Regions from separate parts of the Mus musculus genome. Here region 2 is linked to region 1. The links are chromatin contacts, called in public promoter capture Hi-C maps. All regions are on one chromosome and are shown on one strand. Each heading gives the region's core, a stretch centred on a gene start, on an enhancer-like site or on the middle of the called end of the contact. The rest is flanking DNA. Distances are from core to core; before and after follow the strand shown.

Region 1 (4,812 bases), core at 282-2,781:
CAGATTATGTGTAATCCACTCGTGGCTCGTTAGCTTAGCTTTCCTTTTAAGAAACAGGGATTTCTGATTTCCTTGGCTTTGTTTCCCCATGCTTACTTCTTAATTTCTGTATTTATATATTTTGCCTATATGAGGTTATAAAGTTGTGTATGTGTGTGCACATGCATGTGCATGTGCCCTGGAACATATATGGAGATATGAAGATAACTTTCAGTAGTTGGCTCTTTCTACCACGTGGATTCTGAAGTCTGAAATCAGGTAGTTTCATTATGGTTGCAAGTGTCTCAATCCACTGAGCCATCTTGCCAGCTCCATGATTATGTTTTATTTTAAAGAATATAGAGAAACATTTCTACCCTTTGGTAGCTCTCACAAGAGCTGGTTACTTGCAGCTTGTAAATAACGTCTTCAAATATTTTTGGTCTCCTCTTAGGCTTTGCTGCTTAGTGTCTTTCAATAGGACCATATTCTTTTGGTTACTGTTGTCAAATGTCCATCCATGTAGGTTCATGGTGCCCAATTTGTGCCTCACAATATTAGGAACTCTTCATATCAAGGAACTGTTACCAATTATATTTTCTTATTCAAATTTGCAAACATTATATCCCAGTCTCACAGGGTACTAAAATGCTTAGATATATACACAAAGAGGCACATGAAGGATTCATATTTTGGAATTATTTAACAATCCTGAAATAATGCAAATTATTAAAGAGGAGGTGGTCTGAAGATATGGCTTAGCGGTTAGTAGCTCCACACTACTCTTAAGGAAAAGCCTATTTGGTTCCCAGCTCCAGTACTGAGGGCTCACAACTGCCTGTAACTCTACCTGTAGATAGGATTTAACACTCTTTTTGACTTCCAGGGATACACACATGCATCCAGCATATATTTCACACAAATACATAAAAATACATTTAAAATTCCTAGAATTAATTTAACAGTATAGCAACAAATACGTTTATCAAACGATGAGTTTGTTGCAGAATATTATATGCTCCCTAAAGTAATAATGAACATATACACTAAAGTATTTATAATAGTTGGTCAAGAATATAGAGTTTTCTGGTCACAATTTTGCAAAAGACTATTTTTTCAGGCATGGTGGTTTGTGTTTCCTCCTGCTCTGAGGAGGCCGCATGAGCTAATGAAATCAAGTATTGCCTCAAGTATTCTCCTGAATAACAGACATTGACTTCTTTCCACTAATGAGGGCTTTACTGAGAGGCAGCTTGGATTATTCTTCACAGAAGGCCCCCTCAAGCTTTCTAGCTATAGAATGATCAAGATACCAAATTCAGCCAATTAAAAACCTATTATGTACAGAGTAAAAACTATATGAAATCCAATGTTGAATTCAAAGGTGCTTTGGTAAAGGCAATGCTCTTACAAGTGAAACATGCATCATAGAGCAAGCTGGTGGCCAGAACAGAGCCAATTGAGGGTCTGCTGGGCTGGTGCTTCGTCACACATTCAGTTTTTTTTTTCCCCTTGCACGGTCGACTATGGCCAAGCAGAGTGTCTTCTCCAGTTTCTGGCAAGAGACTGCTGTGAACTATCACCAGCTTTAGCAATGGGAACTTTCTGTTCTATCGTTATATACATACAAAAATGTAAGATTGGGCAAGCCGATAAACCTTTTGTGTACATAATTAATAACTCACACTTGAACTTCTGTATCTCATTAGAGGTGGTTGTCTCACCTTTAACTAGAGAAGACACGCTTTATTTTTGTAGTGCTCTGCCCTATTATGTTCAACAATAATAATTCACAGTGACAGATGTAATCCACCAAACTCATTATTTTCAACCCCGATCCATTTATTTTGCATTACCAATACAGTGTTGATGCCTATCGTTCCCTGGACTGGAGTGCTTGATGAAATGTTTTATTGCAATATGTCAGAGTCTAAATAATTAACGGCAGGAGGAAGGCTGAAGCCTTCCAAAAGTTACTGTGTGCCTTATAAAGTGCGTAATGCACCCTGAACTCAGGAGATCTGGCCTTAGAGATGTGGTTTTGATAAGATAGTTATTTCTGGGTTAGGAATGGAGCATATCTTTTACAGAGAGTCACGTCTCTTTGAAGATTCAATATATGGATATTTTATATATACTCATATTCTCAGTTTATCAAGGAGAAAAATAAGCACTTTGGCATCGCTTTTCTTTGGGGGAGCTAAAAATCTGCTGTGAAAAATAACACTCATAATTTAACATGTTGTCCTATAAAAACAGTGTACTTTCTATGATTTATATTCCATCAAAATTCTGGGGTGGAACAGAAGGACATTGTCATCTGATAGGCCAAGTAGGGCTGTGTGACTTTTCTTTGACTTTAAAGGAATTGTGGGGAAGTCTGAATTGCAGTTATTCAACCTTGAAGGGAGAGAAACTAAATGAAACACCTGTTTTTCTGATTACTGTGCCACAAGGCCTTTTAATTAGTTTGTGGAAATAGAAGTTTTAGTTATTGAAGCATATGGTTATTTTCCCCCAAGAAAATGGACATGTGACTACACACCATTAATTTGTGATTATTATTAAACTAAGAAGGCAATTTAAGCGATTGTATATTAATAGATGTATTTTCTAGGCTAGAAAAGAGCTGGAGAATAAAACAGGAGAATATTTCACATAAAAATTCTAGTCTGACAGTAGTAGCGCCTTTGGGTGTCTCCATCATGGCGCTCAGAGGGTCAGTTAGTTGCTCTGAATGAAAATGCTAAACTTATTTTATGGATATTCTCTCTCTTAATCACATGGGACACCTCTTTTAAAACTGCAGAAAGTAAGCGAGTGTGAGAAACAATGACAGTGTAATGAAAACGGCCAGGGTCCTCAGCACGGTGAATTACCGCCACACCTCCGTTGTTTTCAGTGTGCGGAAATGCAAAACTCTTCTTAAAATGTTCTAATGCTTTAATGGGGAAATTAAAAGCAATCCACGGACTTGTCAAGGAATCCTTTCATTAGTTAAGATGTCATCACAAGGTCACCTTAAGGTTTTCTAGTCTGGCCTATCATGATAGATGAGAGAAATATTTGGTTAGCTTCTGATCGCTTCCTAGACAATCCTTGGACACAGTGCTGAGAAATAGGTCTCTGTGGGGCAAATAGGGTACCTAGTATGTAGTTCTGATATCTGAAAGCCGACAACTCACAGTTGTTGACCCTGGACCCGGGCATGAGATGAATGAGCTCAGCCACATTCATGACCACAGCTTGCCTGCGTCCTCTTCTCTTCCAGGCCAGACTTTACTCTGTGCATGATGAGCAGCTGATAAAGACTTAATCAATGGGAAGGGTTTTGTTCAATGACTCCATGGTAATGAATCAAACAAGCATGTGCAATAATTTAAATGTGAAGGAAGACCCCACACCAGAGGCATCTTGAGTAAAAAATCACGAGAAACTGCAAATAAACAAGTGTTCACAGAGGCAGCTGTGACTCAACTGTTGTGAAATGTGAATTTCTCTCATTGTTTATATCTAAATATGAAGCATACCTGGCAACGGCATAGGATGGAACATGCCTTCTCATTTTGCCATATAATTTACACCCTGTATTTGGCTGACAGCGCTGATTACAAAATCAGACTGCAATAGGAGAGCAGAGCAAACGGATTTCCACACCTATGGCATGAGGCTGGGTTTGTTTTGATTAAAGTCATAATTGTGATCCAATTTCATAATGTTGATCACAATTTCATCTCCCGTGCCTGCAAGGAGAGGAAAATATACGAGGGGGTACAGCAAAGTGCAAACTCATTAAAAAAACGTCTGCGAGACATTGTGATCATTACAGTGCAGGCCGAGGTGTGGTGGTGTGTTTAATTACGTGAAGTTTTGTGAAGCATTAGTGAACTTTGCCCCAATGGTACAAACTTGGGCAAGGTATTGTTTTCAAGCTTATATTTAATGGGGCATTTTGAATGGATCAAATAGAAAAATATCATGAAAATATATGCCTTACATAATGTTTTGCTGAGGAAAAGGTATTACTGTAAGAAGACAAACTCAGCCTTACCAATTAAATTATTTTTAAAATTTGTTCAATTTTTAAATTAGCAAGCATAGTAGTAGGTTTCATTACATCAGTTTCATAGAGGAGTTGCTATCCTCTATTCAGTCCTGGAATGGCAAACATGTTTGTGATTAGGTGTTTAAAACGATTGGGACATTTTTCCTTTGGTGTCAAATAAATTCTTAGAAGATGATTGGTGTTATAGTGAACTTGTGTATGTGTCTATGGGGGGGGAGTATATTTATATGAACATATAATTATGCAATTTCATGATCCCTTATGTAGAAGCTAGGGGAAAACATGGGTTGTTTTCAACTCTAGGTCTGCAGCATATTACCTTGAGACAGGATCTCTCATTCAGCCAGAAAGATCCCTGTTACCACTCTGCTGACTGGCCCCTAAGCTCTTGGGATTCTCCTTACCCTGGGATTCCCCCTTCCCTGTGGTTAGAGGACTGGGCAGCCACGCCTGACCTATCATGTGATGCTGAAGAGTGAGATTTGGGTCCTCAAACATGAGCAGTAGGTGCTCTTACTCTCTCTGGCCTCAGATGGTTTTTTTTTTTTATTTTTAATGATGCTACTGCATGTAGATTTATTTTCAGGTAATTTTTAAGTTAGTGAAAAAAATAAGGTCGAGAAGTATCAAATTTCAACAAAATATGCTACCTCATGTTATTTCACTTATTATTTTAATTGGAGTCCTATATGCCGCTGCATATGAGCTTGAGTAAGTTACGCATCTTTCTCTAGCAACCTAAACATGTGGCCTGAGAATTATCCTCA
Region 2 (5,057 bases), core at 510-3,009, 760 kb before region 1:
ACAATGACTTATAGGCTATGGTCCAGTTAACCCAACAATGGCTGCCTACAAACAAGGTCCAAGAATTCAGAAGTTGTTTAGTCCAAGAGGCTAGATGTCTCAGCTGATCTTCAGTATACTCTGGAATCCCAAAGAAGTAGCCTCTACTTCCCGTGACAGAATGCACTTGTGAGCTGGAGTGAAGGCAAGCAGGCGAAGAGAAAGCAAGCTTCCTTCTTTTATGTGTTTTATATAAGCTGCCAGCAGAAGATGTGGGCCAGATTAAAGATGGATAGTCCCACGTCAAAGACCCAGACTAGAAGTGTGTCTTTCCACTACAAGAGATTTAATTAAGAAAAGAAATCTCTCGCAAGTGTGCCCAGTCATTTGGGGTTTAGTTGATTCCAGATGTACTAAAGTTGACAACTGAGACTAGCCATCACAGCTGCCTAGAAACAATTTATTGGAGAGGGCACATAAACTTATATACTGAATAGTCAATGGTAGATATGGCAGGCACAACTAAGAAATGGAGTAGTTAAATATAGCCGAAGTAGGTTTGGTTTAACTCAGTAGTCACTGGGATTGGTTTGGCTTTAATTTGAAACTTTTTTTCCTGTTCTGTAACTAGCTCTGTAGACCAGGCTGGCCTTGAACTCAGGTATCTGCCTCCCTCTGCCTGCCCAGCACTGGGATTATTAATCAGGGTCTACCAGCAGTTGCCCAAAGTGCCAGTTACTGTGGAGGCTCACTTCAGTCCCAAAAGTCTAAGGGCAGATGTTGCAACATAACAAGATTGAGACTCACGGGGGGGGGGGGGCGGGCGGGGGCGGACGACGGGATGGACGGACGGGACAACCCACTATTTCAACCAAACCTATTTATCATCTCATCACAGTTTCTGTTACCGTCAGGCAAAATGCAACTAGGGCTGGAAGAAGCCCTGGGAAAGGCAAGCAAGCATTCTCTGGACAAAACCAGTCTCAAGGATTTACAGAGTATTCGACCTCTGTAGGGAACTGCATTCTCCACGTCTTGGATAGACTACGTATTGTGACTAGTAAGACGCAAACTAGAACTAGCTATAAACTGCACTAAAATAATATCTTGCTCACTACTGGGGAAGAGGGGGGCAGTTCCCACTAATTGAACACGTAGGCATTTTTCCTTAAAACCAGCCATATTATGAAGAGCATTGAACGACACAATGAACAACATGAGTTTATTAGCTCTGATTGTTTTTTTTAGAGCCGGAGTCTTTTTCGGTTTTTCGGTGACTCTAGTTGGCCTCTAGCTTATGATTGCCTCAGCCTCCTGAGTGAACATCTTGGATTTCACTCAAACCTCCCAAGTGGCCACTATTTCATTCTGAATACTATCTTTCATCTTTTAATTTCGTTTTTACTTTTTTAGATTTAAGTAAAGGAAAACAATCGAATCCGCGTTCTGCGGAGTAGCTTATATTCCCAATTCTCTAGTTTCACACTTGAATCTCTATCAACATTATCGATGTTAAGTCCTTAACATTCCACTGCCTCCCTGGTTTGCCCCTGAACACACCGAGGGTCACCTCTTACTTTTCCATCAGCGGGGAGAGAAAGACACCGGCACCTGTTGTCAGGGAGGCGCAGACTCCACCTGCGCCCAGTCACTCGGCTTCCGGCCGGCGTCCAGGCTCTAGAGTCGATCCCGAGACGATCGCTCTCCTCCCACTGGGCGGAGCCTGGGCCGCCTATCTCTCGGCCTTCTGCTCGTACTGCCTCGCCCCGGCGGCCGTCCAGCGGGAGGCGGAGCGAGTCCAAAATGGCGGCTCTCAGGCTGGCGCGCTCCGTGCTGCTGAGGCTTTGAGGTGGTCGCTCCGGGTCGGAGGGGGGACGATTTCCCCGCCGCGGGGCCCCCAGAGAATGAATCGGGGGCTCTGCTGAGGCGAGGCGGCAGGGCTGGAGAGCAGTGGCAGCGAAGGGCTGCGGTGGCGTCCACGCAGCGGGATGTGCGAGAGTTACTCTAGGTCGTTGTTGAGGGTCTCGGTGGCGCAGATCTGCCAGGCGCTGGGCTGGGACTCGGTGCAGCTCAGCGCCTGCCACCTCCTCACCGACGTCCTGCAGCGCTATCTGCAGCAGCTGGGCCGGGGCTGCCATCGGTACTCTGAACTCTGTGAGTACTGGGGCTGGGTTGCGGGAGGGCTGCCCCAAGCCGGTCACGAGTGACACCTTTGCCCCTCCGGACCCCTTTGGGCATCCCCTGCAGGGGTGGCGTTCCGAAGCCGGCTTCGACATGGGGATCCTCTCAGACTCCGACCGTCTGGGGGGCTTCCACCGTCTCCTGCGAACTCCAGTCATCCCTTAGGTGCCTCTTCCTCATCCGCTAACTTCCCGCCACCGGCAGGGAAGCGGGGTCCCGGCTCGCAGCCACACACCCTCTCACCGATGCTGCTCCTGGACCAGTGCTTCGGTCTCTCTCATTGTCTCGGGTCGGCTGCGGCCAGAGCCACCCCCAGAATGCTCTCCACCTCGCTCACCTTGGTCTTTTGCCTCCCTTGCTCGCAAACTACTACAACTAGTTGTCACAGGCGCTCCGTCTACCGGCCGTTTCTTACAAGGCTGGCCATTCCTGAGCTCCCAAATAGACTCGTTGACAGCTCCGCTCAGTCAGGGTCGCTGCCTTTTTTTTTTTTTTTTCTCCCCTCTCTATCTGTTCGTTTCACAGACTTCGCCTACTACTTTTCAAGGCAGGTTTTGTCGATTTCGCTGAATACCTTTCAATAAGCATCTCAGTTACGCACGGCGTCCTTCCTCTATGCTCTTCTGTTAGTGTTGATCTAAGTGTGATGGGAAGCATCACTCGGTAATTTGGGAGGTTTTCCGGGTACTCAGTGTCGCAGTATGTATTAACTTTTTTTTTTCTGGTTCATGTCTCTTTAATGAGATTAAAGGCTCCTGTGTATGTTTTGGGAGTGAGTAAAGATAGCACAGTCCTCCGTGTTGCCCCTCTTCAGGGCTCCAGCCCTTTCAGGTGTGTTCTAGGAGAGTGGGGACGGTCCCACATGGAGGACTGCAGTTGAAACTAGGGCTGAATCCTGGTGGCCAAGTAATACCCAGTTTCCCTCTTGAAACTACTTATGGGATGTCCCCACAACTAGAAGCCAGCCCCACGGGAGGAACTTGAGACATAGAATCTGGGGACAGTGTATTGACTTTTAAGTGAATGCCCAGTAGTGTCTTTACCCGGTGGTATTTAATGATTTGTAGAAGGTACAGATCATTTTATAGATGTGTGATTTTTACTGATGTATGAGTGTGTGTGTGTGTGGGGGGGGGCGGGGATTATAACGTTCATTTAAATTCCAAGATATGACGTTTAAGGTGGCAAGTTGGATAACTAAATGAAGTGTTTTATAGAGTAATTTGTTCTGCTACAGTGGTTCCTACTTTTAAAGTGAGGGCCTATAGATTCGCCATACCTTCAAGACTCCAAATGCCATTCCTAACAAAATAATGAAACCCCAACAAATCAGATCCTATTTATCTTATTTTGTAATTGTTTGTGTATATGTGTACCCTGACCCAGAAGATAAATTGATTATATTCATATTCTGCGTAAGTACCTAATGTGCTGATTGGAGCACCCTTGATTGTATTTGTATTACTCTAGTACCTACTGTGCTAACTGATTGGAGCATCCTGATTTGTGTCACCCTAGGGTTGTTCCAAATAGGAAACAGTTGGCTAGTAAATTAATGGGTAGTCCACAAAAGACTTAGTGAATGAATTCCTAAAATGCACATCTTTTTGAGTGCTTGATTTAACGTGTGTGGTGGTAGAATGATCGTCTAGCTGTTGCTTCCTTACCTTCAAGCCCCTTCTCCATTGACCTTCAGTATATTGTTACTATTATGTTTAAGATAGATTATATTTTGTTACCTAGTTCCTGAACTAAAGGCAGATGTATACCTTTTGGGTTCTGAAAATATCCCCTGAATACATAGTTACCTTCCATGCCAGGTAGTTCATGGATTCAAGCATTCCAAAGTGTCCAAGAACTCATTGTGCTTTACTGAGAACCTCTTCATTCCCCTCTCTCTCCTCTCTTCCCTCCTCCCCCCGCCCCCCATTTTATTTTATGTTTATGTTTGAGACATGGTCTCTCTTCATAGCCCTGGTTATCCTAGAGCTCAGTATGTAGACCAGACGCCTGCCTCTGCCTCATGAGTGCTGGGATTAAAGGTGTGGGCCATCACATTTATCATGAACCCTTTCCCCTCCATTCCCTGGCCTTTTCTTTTGTTTTTTTGAGACAGAGTTTTGGGGTTTTTTTTGTTTGTTTGTTTGTTTGGTTGGTTGGTTTTTGTTTTTTGTTTTTTTTGGTGGTGGTTTTTTCATATCCCAGGCTGTCCTGTAACTCTCTCTGTAGACCAGGCTGTCCTTGAATTCACAGAGATCTGCTTGTCTCTGCCTCCTGAATGCTGGGATTAAAGATACGTGCTGCCACTGTCCAGTATGAAACTTTTTATAATTACCCATCTTTTTCTAGTCAGTTTTCTTCTCTTCCTTTTCGCTCTTTTTTTTAATGAGAATATGATTCGAAGATTCATTATTTCCCATTTGGATTTGGTGACTTGTTAAAAATGCTTACTTATTAAACAGATGGTTTTAGAGTGCAAGGTTGCAGGCTATCCATTCATTTTCTAGCTAACAGTTTCCTGAGTGTATATACTGGTTTAGCTCCACCATAGTGTGATACAAATACAGTTAGGGTTCTCCAGTCTGTTAGCACATTAGTACTGTAGTAGAATATGAAAATAATCAATTCATCCCATGAGAAAGGGTACGTACATGTATGCACACACACACACACACACACACACACACACACACAGAGAATTACAAATTTCTTTTAAAACTGAGTTCTGTAACTTCAGGTTACTATTATGTCATCTTGTATTCTATAATCAGTTCTCTTGGTGTTTCTGACAAGCGTTTATTGAGCACTACTTATAAACTGAGCTTGGGCTGAGGGTTGTGGAATACAAGCTCTGTCTACCAGGGTGTCAGAATATCGACACACGTAGGCTGATGGTG

The links. Promoter capture Hi-C pulls out the DNA fragments that hold promoters and counts their contacts.
Region 2: a promoter capture Hi-C map of 3T3-L1-derived adipocytes shows a contact between it and region 1, with 2.7 times the contacts expected there. The contact joins the promoter of Taf3 here to the enhancer-like site in region 1. A contact is called at or near these places in 6 of 39 promoter capture datasets (the 3T3-L1 cell line, 3T3-L1-derived adipocytes, frontonasal cranial neural crest and 2 more) and 2 of 115 datasets of contacts at active chromatin or transcription factors (the SCID.adh cell line and bone marrow-derived macrophages).

The regions. Positions count from the first base shown.
Region 1 is chr2:9,284,805-9,289,616 of GRCm38.p6, reverse strand. No RefSeq gene overlaps it. Among named protein-coding and RNA genes, the nearest start is that of Gm13219, 65 kb to the left of the region's middle. Within about 2 kb of position 1,531, at least 5 of the 459 cell types and tissues checked have an H3K27ac peak or open chromatin away from gene starts, as enhancers often do. A contact at or near this core is called in 3T3-L1-derived adipocytes, where this site is marked.
Region 2 is chr2:10,045,311-10,050,367 of GRCm38.p6, reverse strand. Taf3 (TATA-box binding protein associated factor 3) reads left to right here and starts at 1,759. Exons shown (of 7, transcript NM_027748.3): 1 at 1,759-2,133. The coding sequence starts at 1,968.